Regions from separate parts of the Sus scrofa genome. Here region 1 is linked to region 2. A link is a contact called in public Hi-C data. All regions are on one chromosome and are shown on one strand. Each heading gives the region's core, a stretch centred on a gene start, on an enhancer-like site or on the middle of the called end of the contact. The rest is flanking DNA. Distances are from core to core; before and after follow the strand shown.

Region 1 (3,466 bases), core at 597-3,096, 87 kb before region 2:
GTCATTTAAAATTATTTACAACCCAAGAAATAACTAACAAAAATAACTTTCTGGTAATCTGTATAAACTAGGTAATCTCGGAGTTCCCATCATGGCTCAGCGGAAACGAATTCAACTAGTATCCATGAGGTTGCAGGTTTGATCCCTGGCCTTGCTCCATAGGTTAAGGATCTGACGTTGCTGTGAGCTGTGGTGTAGGTCACAGACAAGGCTCGGATCTGGCGTTGCTGTGGCTGTGGCGTAGGCTGGCAGCTGTAGCTCCGATTAGACCCCTAGCCTGGGAACCTCCATATGCCTTGGGTACAGCCCTAAAAGGCAAATAAATAAATAAATAAATAAGGTAATCTCCCACCCTTATTATTTAATAATTTTATAACTTCATAAAAAGCATGAAAGACACAGATATCTAATACTCAATTAAATCTGACCATTTTTTGTGACTTTAATATTTAGGGTCTAAAGAATAAGAAAACTTTTTTCCCATTATTATAATGGGAAAAGGACAAAAAATAAGAACTGGCAAAGGAAGTGAAAAATAATATTTGTATAAACTGGAGTTCCCATCCTGGCTCAGTGGTAATGAATCTGACTAGTATCCATGAGGATGCAGGTTCAATCCCTGGCCTCGATCAGTGCGTTAAGGATCCAGCATCGCTATGAGCTGTGGTGTAGGCCACAGATACAGCTTGGATCTGGCATTGCTGTGGCTGTGGTACAGGCCAGCAGCTACAGCTCCCATTCAACTCTGGGCCTAGGAACCTCCATATGCCACAGGCAAAGTCCTAAAAAGACCAAAAAAAATATATATATATATAAATTAAATGCTGCTTCATTCGAAAACTATGAAATTACAGAGAAACCTAGAAAATATGACCAGAGATGGATAAACATCTCAAAGTCCCATTTGTAAAAAGAACTACATAATAGAAGTAACTCCCCAAGGGCATGAAAGAAAGCTGAATTCAAAGTCAGATAAACACTGGACTTAAATTAAAAAAAAAAAGACTGAACGTCAAGGCTCTTCCTCCTTAGAATAAAATAGAATTTCGAAGCTGTATTCAAAGGGTTTAGACACATCTAAGGAAAATATGTAAGGGAAAAAAAAATGGATTAGTCAAAACTTTAAAATTCAATATACTTCCTAGGTTAAGATTTTTTATTTTTAAAACTACATTTTTTTAAATGTTAAAATATGAAAATAATTAAAATCAAATTCTAACTTTGAATCACATAATTTTTGAAAGATTAAGCCGAACTGGAGAGTTCTACTAATAGGAAACAGAAAGTCTAACCTTTTGATAGTCAGAAATATGTCTATAAGTTATTCCGAATGACTAATACACAAAAACAAAAAATTCTTCTTAATGGAGAAATCTAGATTATGTCACTAAAGATGAAAGACAAATTTGGTTTTGGTTTTCAAGTTGGATGTGTATTTGGTGATAAAACACTTGTTGAACAGTTAATACATAGAACTGAGCACAACAGGCCTGATAAATCCTATTATTTTCTTTAAACTTAACACAAAATAAAATCCCTCCCTCCCTTTACATAAGAGGGTTGTTACAGAGATATCTCTGAATATAGGCTAAGTGCTCTAAGACTTTATAACTTAAATCAAACACTTCCATTCTATTTGAGGGTAGCAGTTTTTAAGTTGTTTTTTTTTTTAATCTACACACACACACGACCTGCTCAAAAAACAAAAAGGAATGACAATCTAATCAAGAAATGAGAAGGTTAGTAAAAAGGCCATTCTTTTAATGGATATCCCAAGATTATACTGCTGAGGCACCAGCAAAAAATTAAGAATGCTTTTCTGAGGAAGCAGACCTTGAGTTTGAGCTGTACAACCAGAAATCCAACTAGTTCAGTCTTCCCATTCAGTGACTTAAACTAGCTGAGTGTTAAGTATCCAGGCTTTTCCATGACATTCCTCTGCCTCCAAATAGCCACAACTTCCCTCCCACTAACCTACACCTTCACAGCATAGCTGTGGACCTTCCTGGACCACATCTATCCATGTGTTCCCTGAAACCCTAGAGGACTGACAAGCTCGATCATGATTTCACGGTGCAATGCTTTCTGGTATTTAGCATGGGTGTTTTCACTCTCACCAACTAAATTTAGTTCCTCCATGAAGGGAGGAACCTACTCAACTTGTTCAGAACCAGACAAGATATTCCCACACTCACCACACAAGCACACGTGGATATATACATATACACATGTATAAAATGCATACAGACACTTGCATTTTTAATTTATTATCTGACCTGCCTCAAAAGAGAACTGATTCTACCAGGTATCTTTTTTTTTGGCTTTTTTTTTAGGGCCTCACCTGCAGCACATGGAGGTTCCCAGGCTAGGGGTCGAATTGGAGCTATGGCTGCTGGCCACAGCCACAGCAACGCAAGATCCGAGCCGCATTTGCCACCTGTACCACAGTTCACGGCAATGCTAGATCCTTAACCCACTGAGCAAGGCCAGGGATCAGACCTGCGTCCCCATGGATGCTAGTCAGATTCATTAACCGCTGAGCCACAACAGGAACTCCTCTACCAGATATCTTAGATTAAAATTTTGATTACAGGGAACTCCCTGGTGGCTCAGCAGGTTAAGGATCTGGCATTGTCACTGCTATGGCTCTGGTCGCAGCTGTGGCACATGTTTGATCCCTGGCCTGGGCACAGCTGGGGCAAAAAAGTAGAAAAAATTTTTGATTACAAGCAGTTCCCTACTCTAGTGACTTATCAGAGATACGTGGTATTCATCTCAGCCAAATTAGTACAAAGGTACCATAATCTGCTGCCACTGCCCTAGCACATCAATTAGGCACAGTTTTTAGAGGATACAAACACACCTTAGCCACTACAGCTGAACTCTGAAAAGCTCTCACTAACTAACACTCAAGAAACAGAGCTATCAGTTTCCATGTGAAGGACATTCAAGCTTCCAAACTACAGATGCAGGAGTTCCCGTCGTGGCTCAGATGAAAATGAATCCAACTAGGAACCATGAGGTTTCGGGTTTGATCCCTGGCCTTGCTCAGTGGGTTAAGGACATGGTGTTGCTGTGAGCTGTGGTGTAGGTCAGAGGCGGCTTGGATCTAGCGTTGCTGTGGCTCTGGCGTAAGCTGGCAGCAACAGCTCCGATTCGACCCCTAGCCTGGGAACCTCCACGTGCTGCAGGTGCGGCCCTAAAAGACAAGGGGAAAAAAAAAAACCTATAGATGCAGATTTAAGTCCAAAAGAAAAGATGCTTTCCTGAATTTTGCCAACCACGTAATAGGCAAAAATATCCCCACAACTCTGGGGGACAGAGGAAGGAACTCCTGAATACTTACAAGGAAGTTACTACTGAAGTTAGGTCGTGGGCTAAAAGCTGAACATACTGAGGATAAAGTGGAGCAGAAGCAAATGTATCATCCCTCCCTCTTTCGCCCTTTAGCGGGGAGGGAGTATGG
Region 2 (3,422 bases), core at 196-2,695:
GGCAGGGGAGCGCCGGAACAAATGCTTGCTGCTTAAAATGGCTGATTCCCCTCCACACCAGCTGCAGCCTCCGGGTCTGCAGCGGGGGCTGTCGAGCCGCCCCCACCTCCACCCTTGAGACTCCAAGAGAAGTCCTCGCCGACCGCAGGGGGAAGGGAGGGCCGCGAACCCCGTCTCCAGTCCCGTTCTCCCGTCCCACACACCAGACCCCTCTGTACACTCGGGGAGACTGTCACAGGAGAAATGGAAAGCGGCACTTCCCCAGGCAGGCTCCGAGGGACCGTGCCCGGCGGCCAGCGGATGAGTTGGGGGAGGACCCGCACAGGCAGTCCCGCGGCCCCTACCTTGATATTTGTTGTCCAACTCTCGCAGCACGGACACGTTCCTCTGCATGTCGTGGGGCAGCGACTCCACACACTCGAGGTAGTCCTGCACGTAGCAGGTGAGAAGCCGGCTCCGCTCCCCGGTCAGGAGTGCGGCCGACGAGTAGAGTTGCTGCTGCTGCTGCCCTAACATCCTGCCGCCGCTGCTGCTCCTCGCCGCCGCCGCCGCCGCCGCCTCCGCATCCAGCAGCCACTCATGCAACAGCCACGGCCGCCGCGGCTCCTCTGCTCCGCAGCCCGGCGCCGCGGGGACACCCGCAGCCGCTCAGGAGGGCACAGCCGAGTCCCCCGATCTCCACTCCCCCCAAAAAGAAGCCCTCACTCCCCGCCCCCGCGGTAACAAGCCCAGGGGCGGGGCGAGATCTGGGCTCCCTCCTTTTTCCCCTCCCTCCCCAGGACTAGAGCAGCGGGGATCCCCCCAGCGGAGCTGGCGCCGGGGTCCCGGGCGTTGACACTTCCTGTCCCCCTCAAAATCCCCAGATGCTACCGATGCCGCTTCGCAGCTCGGAACCCCATGACAAGCCTTTCGCTGCCCCTTTCCTCCCAATCACCCTCGGTGCCTGTCGGAGAGTCTCTCACTGGATTGCCCCCGCCCCTCCGGCTGCGGACGCGTCTGCGCCTGCGCAGGCCTCCCTCCTAATAAGGCCGGGGGCCCGCCCCTACCGCCCTACCGAAAGGTTCGCATTCTCCCGCCTTCCCTCCGCCACCCGGGTGATTGGTCTGTAAACTCTCGGCCCGGGGCGGGGGGAGGGTGCGAAGGGCAGCCAAACGGCAGGCTGCGCACCGCCCCCTCTTAAAGGGGAAGCACTGTCAAGTCCACCTCTTTGCTCAAGGTCTGAATGGGACTTGCGGGGGCTGACGGCTGAGTCCTCCCTTTCGTCCTTCCCACAGGGAGGGGGAAGCTTGGACCAGCTCCCCCAGCCCGGTGTTACCGACTTTTCCCCCATCAGGTGGATCAAGCGCGGCCCCTCGCAAGCCTTAAAAGGAGCAGCGGGCGGTGGCTCTCCGCCGCGACCCTGGAGGGAGGCCTTGCGGGTCGACGCGGCGGCTTGCAGCGGGCGCGGCTCCGAGCATGCGCGGCGGCTGTGTGCCCGCCCGCTCGGCACCGCCCTCGGGCTCGGTCCTCCTCCCGCCGCGGCCTGTAGGCTCCCGGAGCATCCGGGGCTGATCGCGGAGGTAGGCGGTGCCCCCACAGCCCCCTGAGGTTTCTTTCTCCCTTAGTCGATCCGTGTTTTGAATCTCCTGGCTTCAACGAGGTCCCACCCTTCCTCAGACGCGGGGCCCCCCCGCGCCGTCCCACGACCGTGCAGGTTTTGTCCACCCTCCCGCTCTTGGGAGATCGAGTTTAGTGTGGGCTGACTGCCCTGAAAACTGTCCAACGGGTAACCTTAAAAAAAGAAAAAGAAAAAAGTTTCCCCCCGGGGGATCAGAACGTTTAAGCATTAAACGTCGGCTAGGGCTTCCTGGCGGCTTGAGGTTCACCACCACCTTAACATCTTTCTCCTCTAAGACAGAAAAACACTGGGGGGCCCGAGGACAAGGGGTGGTGAAGACGCGAGGAAAAACCTAATTAGGAATCAGGTTCACGTCCTCATCTAGGTGATCGGTCGACAGGGTTTAATTTCTGTCTTTTGTAAACTGAAATGCCAGGCAGAGGAGCTAATTTTAATTTCAGATGGACTCAGTTTGTATAATGACGTGTGTTTTTGGAAGAAACGGGTGTAAAGAGAACTAATACAAAGAGAATTTTAATGGCGTGCCAAAGTAAACAAACACTATTGTGAGTAGCACATTTGAGTTAAAAAGAAAACGTGAGTGGGTGATAAATTTGGATTTCTCCTTATATCCATTTGGTTCGCCGCGGTGGTGCACTTGCATGGTGACCTATTTAGAGTACTTTTGAAATAGCTGTTAATAGTATGGTTACCATTGACATGCAAAGAGAAATCTAGACCTTGAGGTACAGGATATTTTAAATTTTAAAGCCGAAACAAAGCATTCTTGGAAATTTGAGTCTTGGGAACAAAGTAATATTACACAGGACTCGAAGATTGTCATGTGCTATTTTCCTGTGACACTTTGAGGTTTTGACCACTTCAACCCAGGCAGTGTAGTATTGTATTTCAGAGAATCATCTAGGTTTCTTATTGTTGTCCTCCTTTAAATCTCTTAGGTTAAGCAGCCAGATCTTGTCAAAAAACAGTCACTGTGAAAAATTGAATTTTATCACTTTTTGCCTGAACCTTACTAGTTTTGTTTACACATAGATTTAAATCGGTTAGGGTTTTTTTGAAGGCCCCAAATAATGCACAATGTCTTATTATTTATTGATTCTGATTAGACATAGAATGCACCTATGATTTTATTCAGCCTAAATAGTGATCTGCAGGCAGATATGACACATGGTTAGAAAGTAGAAGTGAGAAAAGGCAGTGATTCTGAATACCTAGAGCACTCCCTCCAAGAACAGAAGAGCATGAGATGAAGGGAGGATGAATATGCAAATGTAAAACTTTTAGAGCATTATTTTCACCTTTCATAATCCTATTGAACAAGCTGAAAGGAAGCAAAAAAAAAAAAAAAATCCAGATAATGATTTTTGAGCTTGTGTTTTTCTAAACCTAAGGACACTCTTATCTGGTCATATATATGTGGGTGTGAATTATTTCAGACAAGTGCTTTTCTTGCTATATTAATTTACAAAAACGAATCAAAGGCTTATTCCTGCCATACTTTTGAAAGCAGACTGGGTGGAGAGAATTAAAAAAAAAAAAAAATCACCAACCTCCCCAAACTCAACCCTTGACCTTGGTTATTTATCATGTCCTTTTCTTCTCAGTAATTACTTAGCTGGAAACTTGGGGCCTTTTCAAATTGGGTTCCTGTACCCTGCTAAATACAGTATTTAAAAGTCCCTAATTCTCGGAGTTCCCGTTATGGTTCAGTGGTTAACGAATCCGACTAGGAACCATGAGGTTGTGGGTTCCATCCCTGCCCTTGCTCAATGGGTTAGGGATCTGCCGTGAGCTGTGGTATAAG

What was found. Hi-C and Micro-C count contacts between places; a contact is called where the count stands out from the background.
Region 1: a Hi-C map of skeletal muscle shows a contact between it and region 2, with 4 times the contacts expected there. The contact joins the enhancer-like site here to the promoter of ING2 in region 2. A contact is called at or near these places in 2 of 47 Hi-C or Micro-C datasets (skeletal muscle and subcutaneous adipose tissue) and 2 of 2 datasets of contacts at active chromatin or transcription factors (alveolar macrophages and skeletal muscle).

The regions. Positions count from the first base shown.
Region 1 is chr15:45,002,886-45,006,351 of Sscrofa11.1, reverse strand. All of the region lies in intron 5 of TRAPPC11 (trafficking protein particle complex subunit 11), which reads right to left. Among named protein-coding and RNA genes, the nearest start is that of TRAPPC11, 15 kb to the right of the region's middle. Within about 2 kb of position 1,846, at least 3 of the 83 cell types and tissues checked have an H3K27ac peak or open chromatin away from gene starts, as enhancers often do. A contact at or near this core is called in skeletal muscle, where this site is marked.
Region 2 is chr15:44,915,618-44,919,039 of Sscrofa11.1, reverse strand. It overlaps ING2 (inhibitor of growth protein 2), which reads right to left and starts at 1,445. Exons shown (of 2, transcript XM_003133342.5): 1 at 345-1,445. The coding sequence starts at 516. LOC100621235 (a long non-coding RNA gene) reads left to right here and starts at 1,474. Exons shown (of 5, transcript XR_001301384.2): 1 at 1,474-1,559.